6 separate regions of the Mus musculus genome follow, and regions 2, 3, 4, 5 and 6 are each linked to region 1. The links are chromatin contacts, called in public promoter capture Hi-C maps. All regions are on one chromosome and are shown on one strand. The core of a region is the stretch at or near the end of the contact, and the rest is flanking DNA. Distances in the headings are between cores, read along the strand shown. Region 1 holds the start of 1110002L01Rik (RIKEN cDNA 1110002L01 gene). Region 2 holds the start of Ywhaq (tyrosine 3-monooxygenase/tryptophan 5-monooxygenase activation protein theta). Region 3 holds the start of Iah1 (isoamyl acetate-hydrolyzing esterase 1 homolog). Region 4 holds the start of Cpsf3 (cleavage and polyadenylation specificity factor 3). Region 5 holds the start of Odc1 (ornithine decarboxylase, structural 1). Region 6 holds the start of Rock2 (Rho-associated coiled-coil containing protein kinase 2).

Evidence for each region. Promoter capture Hi-C pulls out the DNA fragments that hold promoters and counts their contacts.
Region 2: a contact with region 1 is called in a promoter capture Hi-C map of pre-B cells. The contact joins the promoter of Ywhaq here to the promoter of 1110002L01Rik in region 1. A contact is called at or near these places in 2 of 39 promoter capture datasets (cranial neural crest and pre-B cells).
Region 3: a promoter capture Hi-C map of pre-B cells shows a contact between it and region 1. The contact joins the promoter of Iah1 here to the promoter of 1110002L01Rik in region 1. A contact is called at or near these places in 4 of 39 promoter capture datasets (cranial neural crest, frontonasal cranial neural crest, pre-B cells and 1 more).
Region 4: a promoter capture Hi-C map of pre-B cells shows a contact between it and region 1. The contact joins the promoter of Cpsf3 here to the promoter of 1110002L01Rik in region 1. A contact is called at or near these places in 3 of 39 promoter capture datasets (cranial neural crest, maxillary cranial neural crest and pre-B cells).
Region 5: a contact with region 1 is called in a promoter capture Hi-C map of pre-B cells, with 2.3 times the contacts expected there. The contact joins the promoter of Odc1 here to the promoter of 1110002L01Rik in region 1. A contact is called at or near these places in 3 of 39 promoter capture datasets (cranial neural crest, maxillary cranial neural crest and pre-B cells).
Region 6: a contact with region 1 is called in a promoter capture Hi-C map of cranial neural crest. The contact joins the promoter of Rock2 here to the promoter of 1110002L01Rik in region 1.

Annotation. Positions count from the first base shown.
Region 1 is chr12:3,425,283-3,428,333 of GRCm38.p6, forward strand. 1110002L01Rik (RIKEN cDNA 1110002L01 gene) reads right to left here and starts at 1,465. Exons shown (of 3, transcript NR_030694.1): 1 at 1,219-1,465. It overlaps Asxl2 (additional sex combs like 2, transcriptional regulator), which reads left to right and starts at 1,575. Exons shown (of 13, transcript NM_001270988.1): 1 at 1,575-1,930. The coding sequence starts at 1,874.
Region 2 is chr12:21,416,039-21,419,089 of GRCm38.p6, forward strand. Ywhaq (tyrosine 3-monooxygenase/tryptophan 5-monooxygenase activation protein theta) reads right to left here and starts at 1,398. Exons shown (of 5, transcript NM_011739.3): 1 at 760-1,398. The coding sequence starts at 1,053. Gm4419 (predicted gene 4419) reads left to right here and starts at 1,844. Exons shown (of 4, transcript NR_166748.1): 1 at 1,844-2,044; 2 at 2,178-2,252; 3 at 2,592-2,796.
Region 3 is chr12:21,314,895-21,317,945 of GRCm38.p6, forward strand. Iah1 (isoamyl acetate-hydrolyzing esterase 1 homolog) reads left to right here and starts at 1,498. Exons shown (of 6, transcript NM_026347.3): 1 at 1,498-1,618; 2 at 2,482-2,534; 3 at 3,004-3,051. The coding sequence starts at 1,538. Cpsf3 (cleavage and polyadenylation specificity factor 3) reads left to right here. Exons shown (of 18, transcript NM_018813.3): 18 at 1-162.
Region 4 is chr12:21,284,683-21,287,733 of GRCm38.p6, forward strand. It overlaps Cpsf3 (cleavage and polyadenylation specificity factor 3), which reads left to right and starts at 1,615. Exons shown (of 18, transcript NM_018813.3): 1 at 1,615-1,862. The coding sequence starts at 1,813. It overlaps Itgb1bp1 (integrin beta 1 binding protein 1), which reads right to left and starts at 1,602. Exons shown (of 7, transcript NM_008403.5): 1 at 1,424-1,602.
Region 5 is chr12:17,543,419-17,546,469 of GRCm38.p6, forward strand. Odc1 (ornithine decarboxylase, structural 1) reads left to right here and starts at 1,455. Exons shown (of 12, transcript NM_013614.2): 1 at 1,455-1,750. Gm22748 (a small nucleolar RNA gene) reads left to right here and starts at 2,728; the gene lies at 2,728-2,863.
Region 6 is chr12:16,893,491-16,896,541 of GRCm38.p6, forward strand. It overlaps Rock2 (Rho-associated coiled-coil containing protein kinase 2), which reads left to right and starts at 1,488. Exons shown (of 33, transcript NM_009072.2): 1 at 1,488-1,840. The coding sequence starts at 1,700.

The DNA of each region.
Region 1 (3,051 bases), core at 215-2,714:
AGAAAATATTTTGACAGAGAAAATATTGCCAATAGTAAGGAGTTCTATGAACTGCTGAAACCCATCTAGGGAGCGCCTACATTCTAGACAACAGGTTATCACTAGAGATGTGCCTTCATGGTGAAGGCCTGCAATCCCCGGTACTATGGAGGCTGAATAATTTGGATTGCAAGGTCAAAACTTGCCGAAGCTGGGGGCTGGAAAGATGGCTCAGCGGTTAAAAGCACAGACTGCTCTTCCAGAGGTCCTGAGTTCAATTCCCAGCAACCACATGGTGACTCACAACCATCTGTAATGAGATCTGATGCCCTCTTCTGGTGTGCATGAAGATAGAAATCCGTGTACACTTGCCTAAGCTACAGAACGAATTCAAGAACAGTCTGGATAATTTAGGGGGACGCTGCCTATGTAAAAACAACAGAATGGCTGGAGTACAGCTGAGTGGTAGAAGGCTTATGCTAGCCTGCAGGCTCAATCCCCAGTACCCATGGGAGGCGGAGAGCTTGCATTGAGCCACATCCCTAGCCGCTGTGCATTCTCCTCTATGTTGTTTACAAGAACAGATAATCAGAGATAAAATGTTCTGGATATTCAGGAGGGTGTTACTGACATTATGAAGAGTGAATAGTTTCTTGACTAGACATAGCTGAACCATTCAACAAATATTTAACGGATTCCTGATACATATAGGCTCTGTGCCAAGGGAGATAAAACATACTTCTTTGATGATACCAATCACATGTAAAAACACAATGCGATTTCTAAACTCCTTTTTAAAAAATATTTATTTTATGTATGAGTACACTGTAGCTGTCTTCACTGTAGCTGACACACCGGAAGAGGGCATCGGATCCCATGGTTGTGAGCCACCATGTGGTTGCTGAGAATTAAACTCAGAACCTCCGGAATAGTCAGTGCACTTATCCTCTGAGCCATAAACGTGGTTTCTGTTGGCCTAAAAAAGGTCTATTTACTTTGCGAGACAAGGCTTGGTAGCTAACAACTTAGTTTTTGGTATATTCACATCCTATACTAGAGAGTTGGTAAATCAATCTAACCTGTCTCATCTATTAATCAGATTAATAATAGACAAGAACTGCACGCGGTACGTCTTCAAAAAGATAAGCTTTGTAAAAAATGAACTTGAGGACAAGACGATGCATGCCTGTAATTACCAGTAATGGGAGACAGAAGTTCGGAGTTTAAGGTCCGCCTTACCTGAGCCTGTACCACAACAAAATAAAACATGCTGATTAAAACGGTAGTTGGCAAGATCACTTGATCGTCGGGCTCTTTAAGTTTCCAGAGCCACTCCTCAACACACGCTGCACGTAACCGCGCAATCAGCCTTTCCCGAAAGGAGCAGATTCTGTTTCCGCCAGAAGATCTTCCCGGCGGGTGTGACCGCCAGACATCCGACCCACAGACCATGGGCCGCCCTCCGTCGTGCGCAAGGGCTCGATGCGGAGACACCGGAAGTGCAGGGGCGTGGCTAACTGCTGCAGCCTGCCGGTCCGACGCCGAGGCTGGGGGCGCGCGCAAGTGCGCGCTCGTTCGCGCGGCCTGCAGCGTACAGTAGTGACGGCCGCGCGGCAGGGGTCACGTGACCACAGAAGCTGCTTGTACAGTAAGAACCCAATATGGCAGCGGCGGTAGCAGTGGCAGCGGCAGCAGGACCGGCCACCCCGTAGAGCCCCCTACCCCCGCCACTGCGCGCCTCCGCGGCCGCTTGCTCGCTGAGTTGCTTCTCGGGTCCGACTTCCCCTTTCTCCCACCTTTCCTGGCACCGCGGGAAAAGCAGTGCAGGGCGCAGCAGGCGAGGGAACGCAGCCGGAGCCGGGGCACGGAAGCCTCCCAGTCAGTCAGAACCGACATGAGGGAAAAGGGCCGTAGGAAGAAGGGCAGGACCTGGGCGGAGGCCGCCAAGACGGTAAGGAGGAGGGAGCAGAGAGAAAGGCTGGCAGGAGTTCGTTTTCTCGCCGGCCACCCGTCGCAAGGCAAGGGAGGTCACTTGGCCCCGCGACCGGGTTGAGGATCAGGAAAGCGCGCGCAGAGAGCGGCAGTTACGGGCGCGTTGGAGAGCCGTGAGGAGACCGAGGCGTCGGCGCGAGGAATCCGTCGCGCGACTGCGACTTCTCGCGGTGGCTACGACTGGACCTCCTCGGTGTTGTGAGGTTGCCTTTCGGGGTCATGTCGCTGTCGCCCCTACACTGTTACCCCTTGTCTCGGCCCTGTGTGTTGTGCTTGCCCAGTAACCGGTTCTTCTCCCTTGTGCGCCTCGGAGAGCCCCGATTGGATGCAGACAGGAGGCGGTTTGTGCGTGCTTCCAGCCCCGGAAAGGAGAGGGGAGCGCTTGAGCTCGGTGGCGTTCTCCTGTCGAGGCAGAGGTGCTGCCAGACCGGGGCCCCCGCTTATCTTGCTCCGGGAGCCAATGTGAGGTCACGAGGCTTTTGTGTTTGCTGTGAGAGCTGAAAGTGCAGGAGGTGTTTAGAAACGAAGTAACAGGTGGGACTCAGAATTTTTTTTTCTGTTTCCGTAGAGACCTACTCTGAGTAAGGCTGCAATGCATGGTGGGACGTGTAGTTTATTGGCTTTCTTTTTCTCCTTTCCTTTTTCCTTTCCTTTCCTTTCCTTTCCTTTTCTCTCCTCCCCTCCCCTCCTCTTTTCTTTTCTTTTCTTTTCTTTTCTTTTCTTTTCTTTTCTTTTCTTTTCTTTTCTTTTCTTTTCATTTCTTTTCTTCTTTTTTAAGTTAAAGTGAAAGTGGACCGGACCAATGAAGTTGTGATTAGTGCCCCTCACTCCAATTTTGTTATATGGAATTTAAAAGTCATTTAGCAATGAGTATTTGTGAGAAACATTGTTTTGAAAAATTTAAAACGTGTATTTACGAAGAAAAGAAACCTTAAGGAGAAATTGAAGTTTCATCAAGCATTAGTAGCATTTCAACCTCTTTAATAGTGGACAACATAGTGGGTTCTAATAACTGAACCTTTATGAATTATACGTTTTATTTTCTCTTTAAAAAGATGTGTGTGGGGGCTGGAGAGATGG
Region 2 (3,051 bases), core at 148-2,647, about 18 Mb after region 1:
CTCTATGGCATGCTATTTAAATTTTAGAAACTTGCTTTATTGAATAAGAGATCTGGGCAATGAATGACTCAAGATTTAAAAGTGCCCCCTCTAATAAGGGTGAATCATAGCAGTTAACATCCCGGTTGGGACTGGATAGTGCAAAACCTGGAAAGCCTTCCTTGCCCATCCACACCAGAAATGCTTTCATTTCCATACACCGGACTAAAGTGAGGCAACAAATAGAAAACAAACAAACAAACACTATTAAATAGTGAAATTTGACCAGGGCATGGTATTCTTCAAATTATCTGTATCCTTTTCATCCAGTGAACTCATCCACCCACCCACCCCCACACCTCTTTAGCAAGGAAAGGCTCAACATATTCTTACATGAAAAATAAAACATGTCTAGATTTTTCACTCCTAAATCTTGGGGGGCTGGGGAAATTCTAGCATCTCTATGGTAAAAGTCCCCATGCCTTCTACGACATGAAAGAACTTACAGATCTCAGGACCACTCTCCTGGCACAAGGTTAAATAGGTCTTTTTCAGTCTTGTGCAAGCCTACGCGGCTACTCCCCCCAAGTTTTTGTACCCCAGAGCTTGGGAAAAAAAGAGTTACCCACCCCCGAGAAAGCTCTGAAACAGGTAAGAAGGAAGCCTGGGGCTCAAATCACAAACTCTCTATCCCACAGGTTTCTCCCCATCGGGAACACCACACAAAAGGGGTGTCGCTCCCGCCGCCCTACTCCCTCACTAATGCCGGCGCCAACTCACCAGGACCGTGGTGCAGATGGACCTCAGCTCCGACTCCACTTTCTCCCGATAGTCCTTGATCAGCTGCAACTTCTTGTCAGAGGTGTCGGTCTTCTGCTCAATGCTCGAGATGACCCTCCAGGCGGACCTGCGGCCCCCTACCACGTTTTTGTAGGCCACCGACAGCAGGTTGCGCTCCTCGTTGGACAGCTCGGCGCCCTGCTCCGTCACGGCTTTCATGCAGGTGGCCATGTCGTCGTAGCGCTCGGCCTGCTCGGCCAGCTTGGCCTTCTGGATCAGCTCGGTCTTCTCCATGGCGAGCGAGGGCGAGCGCCGAGCCGGATCCGGAGTCCTCCTGAGAGCCGCGAGGGGCGGGGCGGGGCGGCGCCGGCGAGGACAAAAAGGAGCGAGGAGAGAGCGCGTCAGACAATGCAGCCGGACGCCCGCTTTGTCTCAGCGCACGAGGCGGCGCGTCCTCCGGCCTCTCACGGGGCCGCCGCCTTCCGCCCGCGCCCTCCGGCCCGCCCGCCGCGCCTCCCCAAGGCCGGAGCGCGGGCCCCACCCGGCCCAAGATGGAAGCGGCCGTTGGTGCCGCACCTTCCCGTCCCAGCCCGAACCTCAGGCGCGCGGTAGCCTAGCAGATATGAGGACCGTGCTCCGCCAACCCGGCCTCGGTACCTCGCGGCGGCTGTTGCAGCCGCAGTCCCAGAGCTGTGTCCGCACTCACCTTCTAGTCTCCGCAGCCGCGACGCGAGTCCCACCACTTTGATCTGCTTTGGGCTTTAGCCGAGGACCCTCCCGTCTCAGCCTAGCACGGAGCCGACGAGCTCGCCACCGACCAATAGAACGCTGCACCTCCCCAAGGAGTCCCGCCTCTAGCTTCTCCTCTGTCCAATGAGGGGCGAGCGCGCGGAAGGGGGCCCAGGGGGCGGGGCGGGAAGCGAAGCGGAGGCTCCGAGGGTGGGTCGGCTCGGGTAGGTTCGGTTGGCCCGCAGGCTGCGGCTTCGGCCACGGGGTTTCCTCCAATTAGATCCAGGGTGAATGGACGTCACTGTTGCCATGGCGATGCTTTTCCAACTCCCCTCATCCTCCCCGCCAGCCCGGCACTCCTGGGTGCGGCACGGGACCGGAGGTGCTTTCGACCTCCGAGGCTGCGACCGCGTGTCCTGTAGCAGCAACCACTGCAGATGGGGCGTTGCAGCTCTCGAGCTGCTGCGGCTGCAGCTGGACTTGGCAGGGGTGAGATAATTAGCCCTTTTGATGCACAAGCGCCTTCCTTTCTTCTACCTTCCTGTTCTTGACAAAGGTTTGTATCCCCAAGACATTAAAATGCAACCCTTACAATTTTCCTGTTTCGGCTACAAATTAGAAATATCCTGATCCCCATTAAAAAAGGATTCGTTCCCAGAGAAAGTGGCTTAATTCAAGTTTTCACACAGGCACCCGAAAGCCAGCAATTCCCTTATGGAAAGGTAGATTCAGGAGATCTGGGCAGGACTGCGTGGCAGCGTCAGGTAAGCATTTCTTTAAAACGGGGAAATGACATTAAGCACGATTTGAACAAACACAGCTGTGACTACCCGATCCCCGGAAGCATATTTCTTAAACATTTCTTTACTACTTTTCCACATTAATGTCTAAGTACACCCTGCCCCGAACACACACACCTTTGTACTCTGTAAAGCATGTATGCATGCTTTTGTTTTTTGTGTGTGATGGGTTTTTTTTCTCCTGATATATTTGTGAAGATCTCATGTTTTTCTCTGCACAATAAACACCCTTCTGAAATGAGAGCATTTGCCCCAGATGCCATGTATTCAGGGTCACAGCTAACATTTTTCTCCTTTAAATAGGCTCCCTTATTTCCTAGCCCTCAATCCAATTCCTAGTGAGGTGGCTGTCCTACCGGACTCAAAGAATGAAACTGCCACCTGGGCTCTGAAGAGATGCCAGTTCCAGTAGTTCCTCAAGGGTTCAAAGAACTTCAGTGACTGCCACAGGCAAAGTGGATTCAAATGCTAAACGGAACCAAGCAGACCGAAGACTGCAGAAAGGAAGGTCTGACACTGAGCACAGATGGGGGGGGGGGGGGGAAGAGACGAAGCTTCCAGAAATTCAGATCTCCTCCCAGCTGCCCCTCCCTACCCAACTTGTAAAGGTTGCTTTGTGCTTTGACCAGGAGAGGCCTGGTTGGAAAGTGACTCTACTCTGTCTTAATACAGAAACGCCTTACTATGCTCCAGTGCAGCGGCGGACGGCCCGGTGTTATTTCTGGAATCCCCAAGGCCAGGCTGCAAGACACACGAGCGTTTA
Region 3 (3,051 bases), core at 248-2,747, about 18 Mb after region 1:
TGTGTCCTTTATTCTCCAACTAATCCTCAAGGGAGCCACTTCTGCCTGAGCACCACACTGAGTCTGCCTCCAGGCACTTTCCGCAGTGTATGCTGAAATCTTCAGCTCTCCGTCTGTCTTCCTCTGGTCTGTACTGGCAAATCTGAGTTTTGAGTTGAATGCAAATGTTGTGCCACAGCTTTGAAACCCCTGTTCTCCACACCCTTACCCAATTCCTTGGCTTATGATTCTAAAACCACCACTTTTAGGACTCATCTGTTATGGGATCTACATGTTCAATTCAGAGATGGGGTTTTATGCCTCAGATGTAGTGTGAGTTAGTTCATTAGTCTGGTTTTCTAAAGGACATAAAATTCAGACCAAGGAGAAAGTGGGTGGAGCTCAGTGATGTTTCTCTGATGTTAAAATTAGTCAGTTCAAGCCAGATTCAAGTACATAAAAAACGCAGGTTTGTTGGGCCATCAAGTTCACTGGTCCCAGGGCTGTCAAGATGGCTCAGCGGGTAAGACCACTGACTGCTCTTCTGAAGGTCTGAGTTCAAATCCCAGCAACCACATGGTGGCTCACAACCACCCGTTATGAGATCTGCTGTCTGAAGATGGCTACAGTGTACTTACATATAGTAATAAATAAGTCTTGGGGCTGGACCAGAGCAAGCAGAGGTCCTAAATTCAATTCCCAACAATCACAACCATCTGAACAGCGTACTCATATACATAAACAAATCTTAAAAAAAAAAGTTCATTGACTACTACAGAAGAGTCCAGCCCCTGTGCTGGACAGTCCAGGGTTGGGGGCAGGGTACCAGGTAGGGGCTGAGCAGCGATGCTGAAAGAACCTGGAGGCCAGGTTTGCTATCTATGTAAAATAGCAACACTTCAGTTCCTTGCTGGGATTGTCACCCTTCTCAAGGGAGTGCTTCTCCTTCAGAGCACACTATCAAGGCAAAGAACTTCGCCCATGTAGCCTGTCTTGTCTACCTACCCTCTTGGGTGTGTAAACGCTCCGGTGCTTTGCTAACAGTGTAAATCTGACTTCCTTAAAATGAAATTTCTATAAAACAGCCAAATTCCCATGTTTTTGGCCTATACCAAAAGCCTAGGGCCCCCATAACATACAAAAATTTATTACATAAAACTAGAAATTTCCTTTTAATAGCTGGGGCATGTGATACCGTGAAGTCAGGCGGTCTACAGTGAGGGTCCCTAGACACCTCTATCTTTTACTGTGCCCATCAAGTCCAGTACTGGAAGAGGAAATCCTCCACTTGGGCATGGCCAAAAATGGACGAGTGCTCCTGCTAAAAACGAGATTTCCAAGCACCACAGCTATCCCCAGTCTCGGAGAGGCGGGGTTGGGGTGAACCGGTGGCAGGACTCACCCGGCCGGGGACACTCGCTTCAGGAGACCTGAGTGCAAAGAGGTTTGATCTGGGGCTCACCCCGCCCACGGCTAGCCCCGCCCGCAGCTAGCTCCGCCCACGGCGCGAGGCTCCTCCACATCCGGCGCAGCCCTGCGGGGTTTTGGGCTTTCTACCATGTCGCTGTGCGAGCGAGCTGCTAGCGGGAGCGCTCTGCTCTGGCCTCGCGTGTTGCTCTTCGGGGACTCCATCACGCAGGTACCCGCCGCACCCTCGGCTGCATCCGCGTGCGTGTCGGAGCAGTCCAGGCGCGGTTCTCCCCCACCCCACCGTGCTCCGCGAGCCGGTACGGATCCCGAGCTGCCCGACTCCCCCGGACTCTGGATGGCCCGGTGCGCGTCGGGGTGCACGGGAGCTTAAAGGGTCCGCCTTCGCTTGGTTGCAACCTCCTGCGGGTTCTTCACCGAAGCTACTTTGAACTTTGAACCGACTAGTTCACTCCTCTCTTCCTCAAGCGGCTTAGGTCCAGTACCAAGTGGTTTTTGAAAACAATGCTTTCAACAGCATGAAAAAGTAACCCTATCTGAAAACATATAGTTCCCGATTGAGGAAATTCTTCAAGATGCCTTCCTTCAGGGAGATTAAAAAACAAAACAAAACAAAAAAAGACGCTTCTCCACAATTTACTCGTACGCGGGCTTGGCTTTCCCTAGTAATTGGCAACATTGTTTTTAGATATTGGGCATTAAGTTTTTGTGAGTGGGCGAGATGGCGCAATACTGCTGGAGGATTGCCATGACTGTCAGGGAAATCAATAGAGCATAGGCTTCCTTAGTTTTCAGCTGTGGAGAAATGGGATAACATTATGTCAGCTGACTCAACATAGTTGAGCTTTCTGCTGTTCAGATAACGAATGTCTCTAATGTTAGGTCACAGTAAAACCCTCTCATGTCCAGAGAGTTTCCAAGTGAAGCCACAGTAATTCTCAAAATACCTTCCCAAGCAAGGAAGGCAAGAAAGAAGCCTGGGAGTGTCTAAACGGAGTCTGCATCTAACAGGCCTGGCCCACCACCATGCCATAGTGTATAGCTGTGTGGGTAGTAACAGACTTCTTTCTTCAGTTTTCTTTCCAGCAGGGTGGATGGGGCTCGTTGCTGGCTGACAGACTAGTCAGGTAAGAACAGTTCCTAGATTGTACTTGGCTACTTTCTGGTGGGAAGCATAGTCAGAGTGAATGGTGGAGGCTTTTATCTGCTAGCTTTCCCCTCCTGGATACATGTTAAAGGAAAGGAATTCAGGTTCAACAAAATCGAGTTTCTACCACATGGGAACCAGCAGCACTTGTATTGGCTGCTCTGCCTTCCTGGAACCTTTCAAACCAGCCTGTTAGTGGGTTCCTAACGTTCTGTACCCGTTTGGTTAACGTCTATCGGAAAGTCCATTTTAGATGTACCTTGAGTCACCACTAAAATGTATAGAATTAGACCCTTGTATGGAATTCATATCTCATTGAGGGACATGAGGAGTCTGGGCAGGGTGAGCGTTCCCATAAGGTTCACAGAACACGGGTTAATTATGGACAGCTCCCAGGACTAGGTTATGCTCTTAGCTCATAACCCATCTTTTTAACCAATTTCTTTCAGAAAGTGTGATGTTCTGAATCGTGGATTTTCAGGTTATAACACCAGATG
Region 4 (3,051 bases), core at 365-2,864, about 18 Mb after region 1:
TGGTGTTGAGCCACAAGCACCAAAACTTGGATCCTCAATAAGACAGGTAGATGCTCTTATCCACTGAGTCAGCTCTCTGAATGAATGATCTTGTCCTACAGAACTCCTTGTGGCTCTAAGGTCTGCCTCCACATTTTAGCCACAAAAAGAAGGAGGAGGGGGGCTGGAGAGGTGGCTCAGCGGGTAAGAGCACTGACTGCTCTTCCCGAAGGTCCTGAGTTCAATTCCCAGCAACCACATGGTGGCTCACAACCACCCGTGATGAGGTCTGGCGCCCTCTTCTGGTGCATCTGAAGACAGCTACGGTGTACTTACATATAATAATAAATAAATCTTTAAAAAAAAAAAAGAAGGAGGAGGAGGAGGAGGAGGAGGAAAAGAAGATAACAATGATTTCTTTCAAACACAGATCAGAGCTCAGTATTATTAGGCCGTTGTTCACCGGTGTCCTACTAAGATTTGACTACTAAGATTTGACTAAGGAAGGTCAAATCCCTCCAGCAAGAACCCACCCAGGGCTCTCCAACCACTCTCTCTCAAGCTTGTCTTCAACAATGAGCTACACATCTCTCAGGAACGCAAAGCCACTTTGGTTCTGAGCGGTTCTAAGCTCCTGTATGTTCTTATACTATCTAACTTTCCCTCCCACAGAACTCTCATTTTGTAAGTTCCTTGGCAACTACTTGCCTCGCACAACTTATTTCGGGCCTTTTAAAGAAAGCCTTCCTTGGACTTTCAGGTTGGACTAAAAGACATCAGATCACAGCATTAAAATGTCATCTTCTTCTTTAAACTCCCACTCCCTCAACTAACTAGTGCAAGGCGAGGCTGAATTGGTTCTCAGTAGATAGACAGTATAGCGGAAGAGGACTCGTTACAGGGTTCTGACAATTGCCCTAGGAGGTGATATCCAATAACGTCGCCAAGATGCTCCAGAAACCGCTAGCCCTCACTCTGGCCCATCTGGAGCAGCCGGTCCCTAGGGTCATCGGAGCCTTCCGAGCAGTGAGAACGCCCAGCTGCATTCACGTGAGTCAACCAAGCCAGAGATTCAATAACTTGTCCCACATCACAAAGTTTACTTGGGGACCCCGACAAGATCAGGCTTCCAAAGCTCTGCACACATGCCTCGCACAAGTGAGGATGTAGACAGCTAACTCCAACCCCACCTGGGTGCAGCAACAAGCAGAGGGAGGCCTCAGGGTCTTGCGGAGCCTGGTCCCCGGGGAGGCAGGCGGTAGACCTGTCACGGGAACGCGGGTCCCTCCCTGACCGGGCGCCGAGCTCCTCTTCCTTTCCCCGGTTTGCACTCTGTCGGTGCCTCAGCCTCGGGACGTGGAGGGAATGGGAGGACGGCGGGCTGCGGGGTACTCCCCACACACCCGCACCCTCTGGCCCGGCTGAGGCGAGGCCCGGTTCTCACCTCGCCTCCTCGGCTCGTTCCCCGGTCGCCCCGGTCTCGCGGGGTGTGGGATGGTCCAGCGGCGGCGGCCGGTAGGTTATTCCAGTTCGTATTCCAGCTCCGGCTTTGCCAGTTTTCCTGCCCTGGTCCGCTGGGCCACGCCCCTATCATGCGCAGGCGCAGTCTTTAGGCCGCGCCTCCAGTTCCTTAACCGCACCTCCGGGAACCTAAAGAACCTCGTTCTCGAACCGGAAGTTGGAGGGCCGAATCTAGCTCCGGGAACGCTAGAGCGCCGGAAGTTGTGTGTTGGTGGTGGGGGTTTTTTCTTCTTTGGTTTGCAGTAGCTGTGCTTTGAATTTAGAGACTGCGGCGACGAGTTCGTGGTCCACGCTGCTCCTGAGACTGCCAGGATGTCTGCGATTCCTGCAGAGGAGAGCGACCAGCTGCTGATCCGACCCCTGTAAGGGATGCGCTAGAGAGGGAGCGAGCCCCCCTCCCCGTATGTGTGAGAGCCTGGAGGGACCCCCGCGGAGGCAGCTGCGGGTCCAGCCTCTCAGGTTCAAGGGATTTGGAGAACATTGATCGATGGGCTATCTAGGTTGAATGTCATTTTTCCTTCAGTCTCGGGGAGGGTATTTTGGGGAAAAAAAATCCAGGTCATTGGGTGTTTTCATAAAGAAAGGGTTGCCAATTAACACAAGTCTGGATCTCGTACATCAGAGCAAGCCTTGAGGGAACCGACAGATAGAGGACACTGCAAGGAAGAACTGCATCTGCCTCCTTTCCAGGACCCTACACGTGCTCAGATGGGCGGGGAAATTAAAGACGTGGTGTATGTACTTTGAGAGCTCAGACCTTAGCAGAAGGTAGGAGGAAATTGGAGAGGGGAAAGCTGAGGCGTTTCCGCGAGAAATTAAGAGCTAAATCACCATAAAAGATTGGTTTTAGTGGAAATGGCGTTCTGGAATATTTTGTAGAGAATTGCCTCACACATTTAAAGGTGCAGAACGTACTGGATGAGCGGTGAGACTCATCCAATACACGTGGTTGTTGTTCAGCATGAGACACTATTTGGCACCACATGAATGTGTACATTTTCAAAGGCCGGAAACTATCTCCTTTACCCACTCATAAAGTAAGATTTACTGAGCACTTACCAATGAATGTACCCAAGTGATGCTGTCATCTCCCTATATACACTAAGCAAATATCAAACAAAATCACCAGGCATGGGCTGAGTTCATTGATTTCACGCCTTTGGTGAAATTGTAAAGTGGGGAGTGCTGGAATGAGTTTGTGAAAATAGACAGCTACGTTGGTGTCAGACCTGAAACCCAGTCTTCCTGTTTAATACGGAAGTAGCCTCAATGAACCCACTTCCTCATGTGGAAAAAAGCACTCACTGTGAGGAGTGCTTGCTCTTGGGCAGTGCAGTGATACCAGTGACCGTGCTCAGTGCTCATTTTGACATCTGTTTCAGGAGTATAGGTCAGCACTGTGCTGAGTCTCAAAACAGTTGGAAACTCTTCTGACAGATCTCACGCATTCTGGAAATGTGATTGACATTCGAGCTAAGGCTTAAAGAGTTGGAAAAAATTAAAGACAGTATTGGAACCATAATGTTCCAGGCGCACACAAAAGGTTCTGAT
Region 5 (3,051 bases), core at 205-2,704, about 14 Mb after region 1:
TTCCTCCCAGGACTTTGTGGTTGTAAAAGACCCTTGGGTACATGAGACCAAGGCTTGCACAAAACTGCACAACAGTTTGGGAGTGGAGCTGGGTTGTGGATTTTCTCTAGGGACCTCTGGAGAAAAGCCAGTGGGGTTTGTTTGTTTGACTTTGTTTTGTGATAGGGTCTCACTATGTAGCCGTGGTTGGTCTGGAACTCTTTGTAGACTATACTGGTCTCAAACTTAAGAGATTTAGCTGGTCAGAGAAGGAACATACCTTTAATCCCAGCATTCTTGAGGCAGAGGCAGGTAGAGTTCCACTAAAGCCAGGGCTAAACTGAGAGGCCAGGTCTCAAAAACAAACCACCCAAACCAAACAAAAAACAAATAAACAAAAGCCTGCCTCTGCCTGAGTACTGGGATTAAAGGTGTGGGTCATCTGGCCCTGCTCAGGCCCTTGAAAAGCTTCAAGTTTTTTCCTTTGCTGTGATTCAAGTTAGTTTTTTGGTACTGCTATGGTATCTCAACGTCTGGGCTGGGAGAGGGGTTTTAACTGAGAATTAACAAACCATTAACATCGTATACATAGTATACATAGTAACAAATTGTAGTGTTCGTGTGTTTTTCCAATACTGAATATGTAAGTCAGTCCCACTTGTTCTTTAACAATGTAACTTTGGTGGATACAAATTTACTGCCCAGACTCTGTTCGCATTCAGGCTTCTCAAAGTTGTAGCTACCCTGAAAGACAGAATAAGAGAGACAGCTGGTGGCTGTCCACCACCTCTTACCTTGTCCCTAACACGCCTTTCAATACGACCCTTGCTTAGATAGAAGGCGTACTTAGCATGCAACTGATGCCTAACATCTAGTTGGAAGCCACCAACATAACACGGAGTGGCCGGGTCAGCCTCCGCGGGCTTGTCTCTCAGCAAGCTTTCAGGCTTAGGCATACAGGGTCGTGATGCAGGGTCAGTCTGCGCCACCAAGTCTAGTCTATGTGGCCGGCGCACAGCTCACGGCCCATCCATCCTCCGCTTGCATCTGCGATACGCCTGCCCCGCTAGGGAATACCACCCCCTGAATGGAAAGCCGAGGAAGAATTTTGCTAGTCTTCCAGGTCTGGGTTCAGCCGTTAGGACCTGGAGAGGGGGAAGAGATTGTGTGCCTAGGCGGAGAGGTAGGGGGCGAGAGACTGGCGACCAGGTACATGTGCGCATGCACCAGCCGACTCCCGCCCGCTGCCCATAGGGCCCTGCGGCATGCTGGCAGCCAGGACTGGTGATGTGGTGCGCGTGCGCAGGCCTGCCGCAGGGCGTGTCCGACACGAGGCCCGGCGGGGAGCGCGGGGCGTATGGGCGGGTGGGTGGGCACGCGCTGCGCCCCGCCCCACTGACGCGCCCGGCCCGCGTCCCCCGCCTCCGGCGCCGGGACCCGGGTTGGCCGCCACGGAGTCCCCGCCCCTCCCCCGCGCCTCCCGGCCGGAACCGATCGCGGCTGGTTTGAGCTGGTGCGTCTCCATGACGACGTGCTCGGCGTATAAGTAGCGGCGCGTCGCACCGTCGGGCTTTGTCAGTCCCTGCAGCCGCCACCGCCGGCCGCCCTCAGCCAGCAGCTCGGCGCCACCTCCGGTCGGCGTCTGCGGCGGGCTCGACGAGGCGGCTGACGGGGCGGCGGCGGCGGGCGGACGGACGGACGGACGGGCGCTCCTCGGGGTTTGGCGGCGGCGCCTCCATGGGTCAGGCCAGCCGGGCCACCGTGCTGTGAGGTGAGCGGGACGCGGGAGGGATGTGCGGCCACGTGTCGCGAGGCCCGGACTGCGGCCGCCGGCAGGGGACACGTGGCCCGGGACCGGTGACCTTGCGAGCCGCCGCCCTGAAGGCAGCTGCTCCTGGACCTCGGCTGCAAGCCCTCGGATCCCCCCATGGGAGCCCTCTTCGCGTCAGCCGGACTCAGCGCTCCACTTGCCCGGGTGATGATGGAGGGCAAGCCCGCGGCAGGTGCAGGGGAGCGCGGCCGCGAGCAGCGGTCCTGCAGTTAGTTTCCTGCTGCTTTCTTTAGTTTCACTACGTGTACAGAGCAGAGGCGATGACCCGGAGTGGAAGTTGGTAGACCAAATTTAGTCTGGGAGTCACTGCTAATGAATACCCACCAGCTGTGACTTGGAATTAGAACTCCTTGAATGACTTAGTGGTTTAGGGGAAAACGGGTTCCCGGCTGTCCCGGAAACCCTACTCAGAATCCTCAATAACTGGAAAAAGTGTGGGGGGCAGAGCCTGTCAGGAATGTCTGGGAGAGGACAAAGAATGTAGTGGTTTGTTTTATTCAAACCTAAGATCGGGCAGACTTTGACTGATTGGAATTCTTTTCTGTTTTAATTGGCTTATATCTTCCAGAGTTACCTTCTTGTGCTAATTGTCTGACACGATTTAGCTACTTCCCATACCAAAATGTGTTAGTAACATTTTTCTTTCAGATCTTATCTATTATATTATTTAGGCAAAGCTACAGAAAGGCAAAACAGTATCTCAAAGCTTTTCGTGTTTAAACCGGAAGGTTGCCTGGAAAATACTTAAGACCTAAAATTACAAAGTTACTGCCAAAGCCCATTCATCAGTTGTAAATGATATACAACGAGTTGGCTGGCTCTCTTCTCTAGTCTTAACTTAGGAGAGGTTTAGGCAGCTAACGGAAGTTGACATTGCCAAAAGTCTCGTTAAATTAAGGCTTAACATGTTTAACCATGCATGGATTTGGATTTATGGCAGGCTCTTCCCCGTGGGCCTCTCATAGTGTCCCATGCTAGAGCAAATTGTGGCTCCTAACCATTGCCCAGCCTCCGTGCCTGTAGGCTGCAGGCACTGAAGTGGGTCACACAACGGAAAAAAACGAGTTTTACTTGGCCACTTGCTGTTGTCCATTTCATAAGGCCCAGACAGAAGCTTTTATTAAGAGTGGTGACCTTGCTTATTTTTGTTAGTCATAAAGTTGACCAAAAATGCCTTCCATATGGTTATTATCCATAACTAAGTGGATATTAGAAGGCATTTGAGGACAGTCAGGATCCCA
Region 6 (3,051 bases), core at 238-2,737, about 13 Mb after region 1:
AGGGGCATTACACTCTAGCTTCCATAAGTACAAGTTTTCAAATTTAAAAATTCAATATGCTTTTTAGCATTTTTTTGTTGTTGTTTTCAAGACAAGTTTTCTCTGTGTAGCTCTGGTTGTCCTGGGACTCATTCTCTAGACTTAGGTTAGCCTCAAACCCTCCTGCCTCTGTCTCTCCCCAGAGCTGGCATTAAAGACCTATGAGGCCACCACCCTACTTGACATCTTTAGAAGTGGGGGGAAAATCCCATTCAGTTAGGAGCAAGTGTGTTCTCTCACTTGTTTAGCTGCTCATTTCAAAGTGTTCATAATCCCCTTTGCATTTTTTCACTTCCGGTAAATTTTCCCTAGTCTCAACCGGCTTGCAATACCCGTAGGATTCTTCCCGTGAATATGACAAGAGCTTGTTTGGATTATTCAGCTGCTGGAAGATTGGGTCCACTCCCAGGGTTTTGGTCATTGCGAACATTCTGAATAGCCCTGCTGTAAACATCTCCACGCAAAGTCCTCCTCTTTTCGGATCATTTCCTTACACTTGGACTTCCTTAAATGGCCTTACTGGGTCAAAGGGGCTCTGTGAACAGTTTTATAGCTCTTGGCACATAGTTTTCCGATTGCGCCCTGAGAGGATCTGACCAATGGCTAGGGGGCAAGGAGAGGGCAGGAATGCGGAGAAGCAGCCCCTCTCTTTCACTCTCCAAAAGCAAGGGCCCCGCGGATGCAGAAGCGCTTCCTTATTGCCTCCTGTTCCCTCCGCCTGGCCAGTGTCTAAGGTCTAAGGCCAGGCGGGCACCTTGGTCAGGGAAGGGCACAAAGGTTTCTGAGAGTTTAGGATTTATGACCCGGAGGCAGAAACAACTCCTCCAGGCCTCCCAGCTCCGGGACTCAACAGGATTCAAACGAGTCCCACACTCTTAGCGCGGGCTAGGGGCGCGGCCTCCCCGCCCCCTGGGAGCCCCAGGCGCAGGCCTCAGGCGCACCAGGCCTGGGAAGGGCGCTGACCCGGGGCGCAGCAGTTCGGCGCGGCTTGCATAGCTGCGCGCTGAGTCAGCGGGACACAGCGGGCGGGGGGCGCGGACGTCAACTAGGCCTCTGGGTCCGGCCGGCGACGTGGGACACACGACGGGGACCACGGGGCACCGCGCTGCCATCCGTCCCGCCTCCCAGTCCCGCGAACCGGCCCGACGAGGCAGGGAGACTAGCCAGGCGGCGGGAACGGAAAAGAAGCCTGGCTGCTCAGCCCGGTGGCGGGGCGTGGCCGGAGGCCAGGGGCGGGGCGTGCCGCGGGGCCGCGCCGGGGTGGGCGGGGCGGGGCCGGGCCGCGCGCAGCCGACCGCGGGCGGAGGGGCTTGTGGGTAGCGGCGGCGCGCGGCCGAGTAGGGACGCGGCTCCGACTGCGTGTGAGGGGAGCGGGCGTGTGGGCGCGCGAGGCGGCCGGCGGCGATATGCGGGTGGACGGGCGACGGCCCTAGCGGCCTGAGCCCCGAGGGCGGGGTGGTGCGGCGCGGGCGCCCCTTCCCCGCTCCCGCCCGCCGGGTCCTGGCGAGCTCGCTACGGGCCGGGCGGCGCGCGTGCGGCTGAGGGGCGGGGACGCCGTGTGCCTCGCTGCTCCCGGCCGGGCCGGGCGGCTCCTCAGACAGCGGCGCGCGGCGTGCCGGGGCGGAGGTTCCGCGGGCGGCGCTAGGCCCGGCGAAGCGGCATGAGCCGGCCCCCGCCGACGGGGAAAATGCCCGGCGCCCCCGAGACCGCGCCGGGGGACGGGGCGGGCGCCGGCCGTCAGAGGAAGCTGGAGGCGCTCATCCGAGACCCTCGCTCGCCCATCAACGTGGAGAGTCTGCTGGTAGGTGCGGGCTAGGGAGGGAACTCCCCGCCCTGCCTGGTCCCCCCTCGGCCCACCCGCCCCGCTTCCGGCTGCCCGGGGAGCTGGAGACCCAGGTTCCAGAGTGGAGACCCCACCTGGGATTCTCGGGTCCACCTCCCTGCCGAGCGAGTGTCATCTCGGCCGCCCCCGTTCTTGGAGCGCGCAGGGAGGAAACACCCCTGGTCTCCTTCCCGCCTACCCAGTTGGTTTGGGGCGGAAAGGTGGAGGATTGGCTGTGCTTCCTACACTGGGCTACCCAATTTGAAAGTGTCACGCAGTGTGGGAGCTAGGGTGAAAACCCAGGGAGAAAGAAACCCGACGCTCTTCCTATTGGGAGTACCACCGGGGGCACACGACAAAGAGCTCGTCAGGAAGCTGGGAACGCACAGCTAGCTCAAGTTTGCTGCTTTCAGTTGCTCTTGGACATTCCATAGTAGCTATTTAGTACATTTGAATTTATGTAAATTAAATTTCCGGAGATTGTTGCTCTGAAGCCAAGAAATGAGTCTGAATTGTAGAATGGGATAAATCTCTCCCCTTCATCTTGTCTTTCCCATAGCATTCAAAATCCAAATTAAGAGCCTTGGAAAAGGCAGCTAACTGGAGCTCGGTTAAGAAAAGAACACGATTTACAATAAATGCCATGTAGAATGCTGGTATACTTCTGGTCGTGTTGAGGGAAGCGATTATGCTTGGCAAACGAATTTGATTAGTGTGCACCTAGAGTTGCATTTATGGGAAAAAGTGGTGTGAACGTGTACCCTGAGGAGAAGTCGGAAAAAAAAAAGATACTCCGGCTATTAGCTTTGGAGGTCTAGACTTAGGGTGGGTGATCAGGCATTCTGTGCCAAAAAGCATGTCAGACCTGAGCTCTGCTAGGAGAAGCCTAGTGACTCTGTGATGAGAAAAACTGTCTCCTCCCTTTCCACTGACTAACTTTTCTTCTGAGGCCGTTGGTTATCCTTTGAGGTTTCTGGAATCATTTGCAGAGTGACTCAGTTCTGTTTGGCCACAGCGCAGGAACTGACTAGAGTGTGGGTATCGCTCTATAGGATGTGTAAATATAGAGATTTTGACTTTTGGGGGCGGGGGGAGTGTTTTTGTTTGGTAGTGGGTTCCTGTGTTCTTGTGGGACGTATTTTGGAAGTCTTCAGAGCAGGATTGCTTGGAGTTCATAGCCTTTTTGTAGA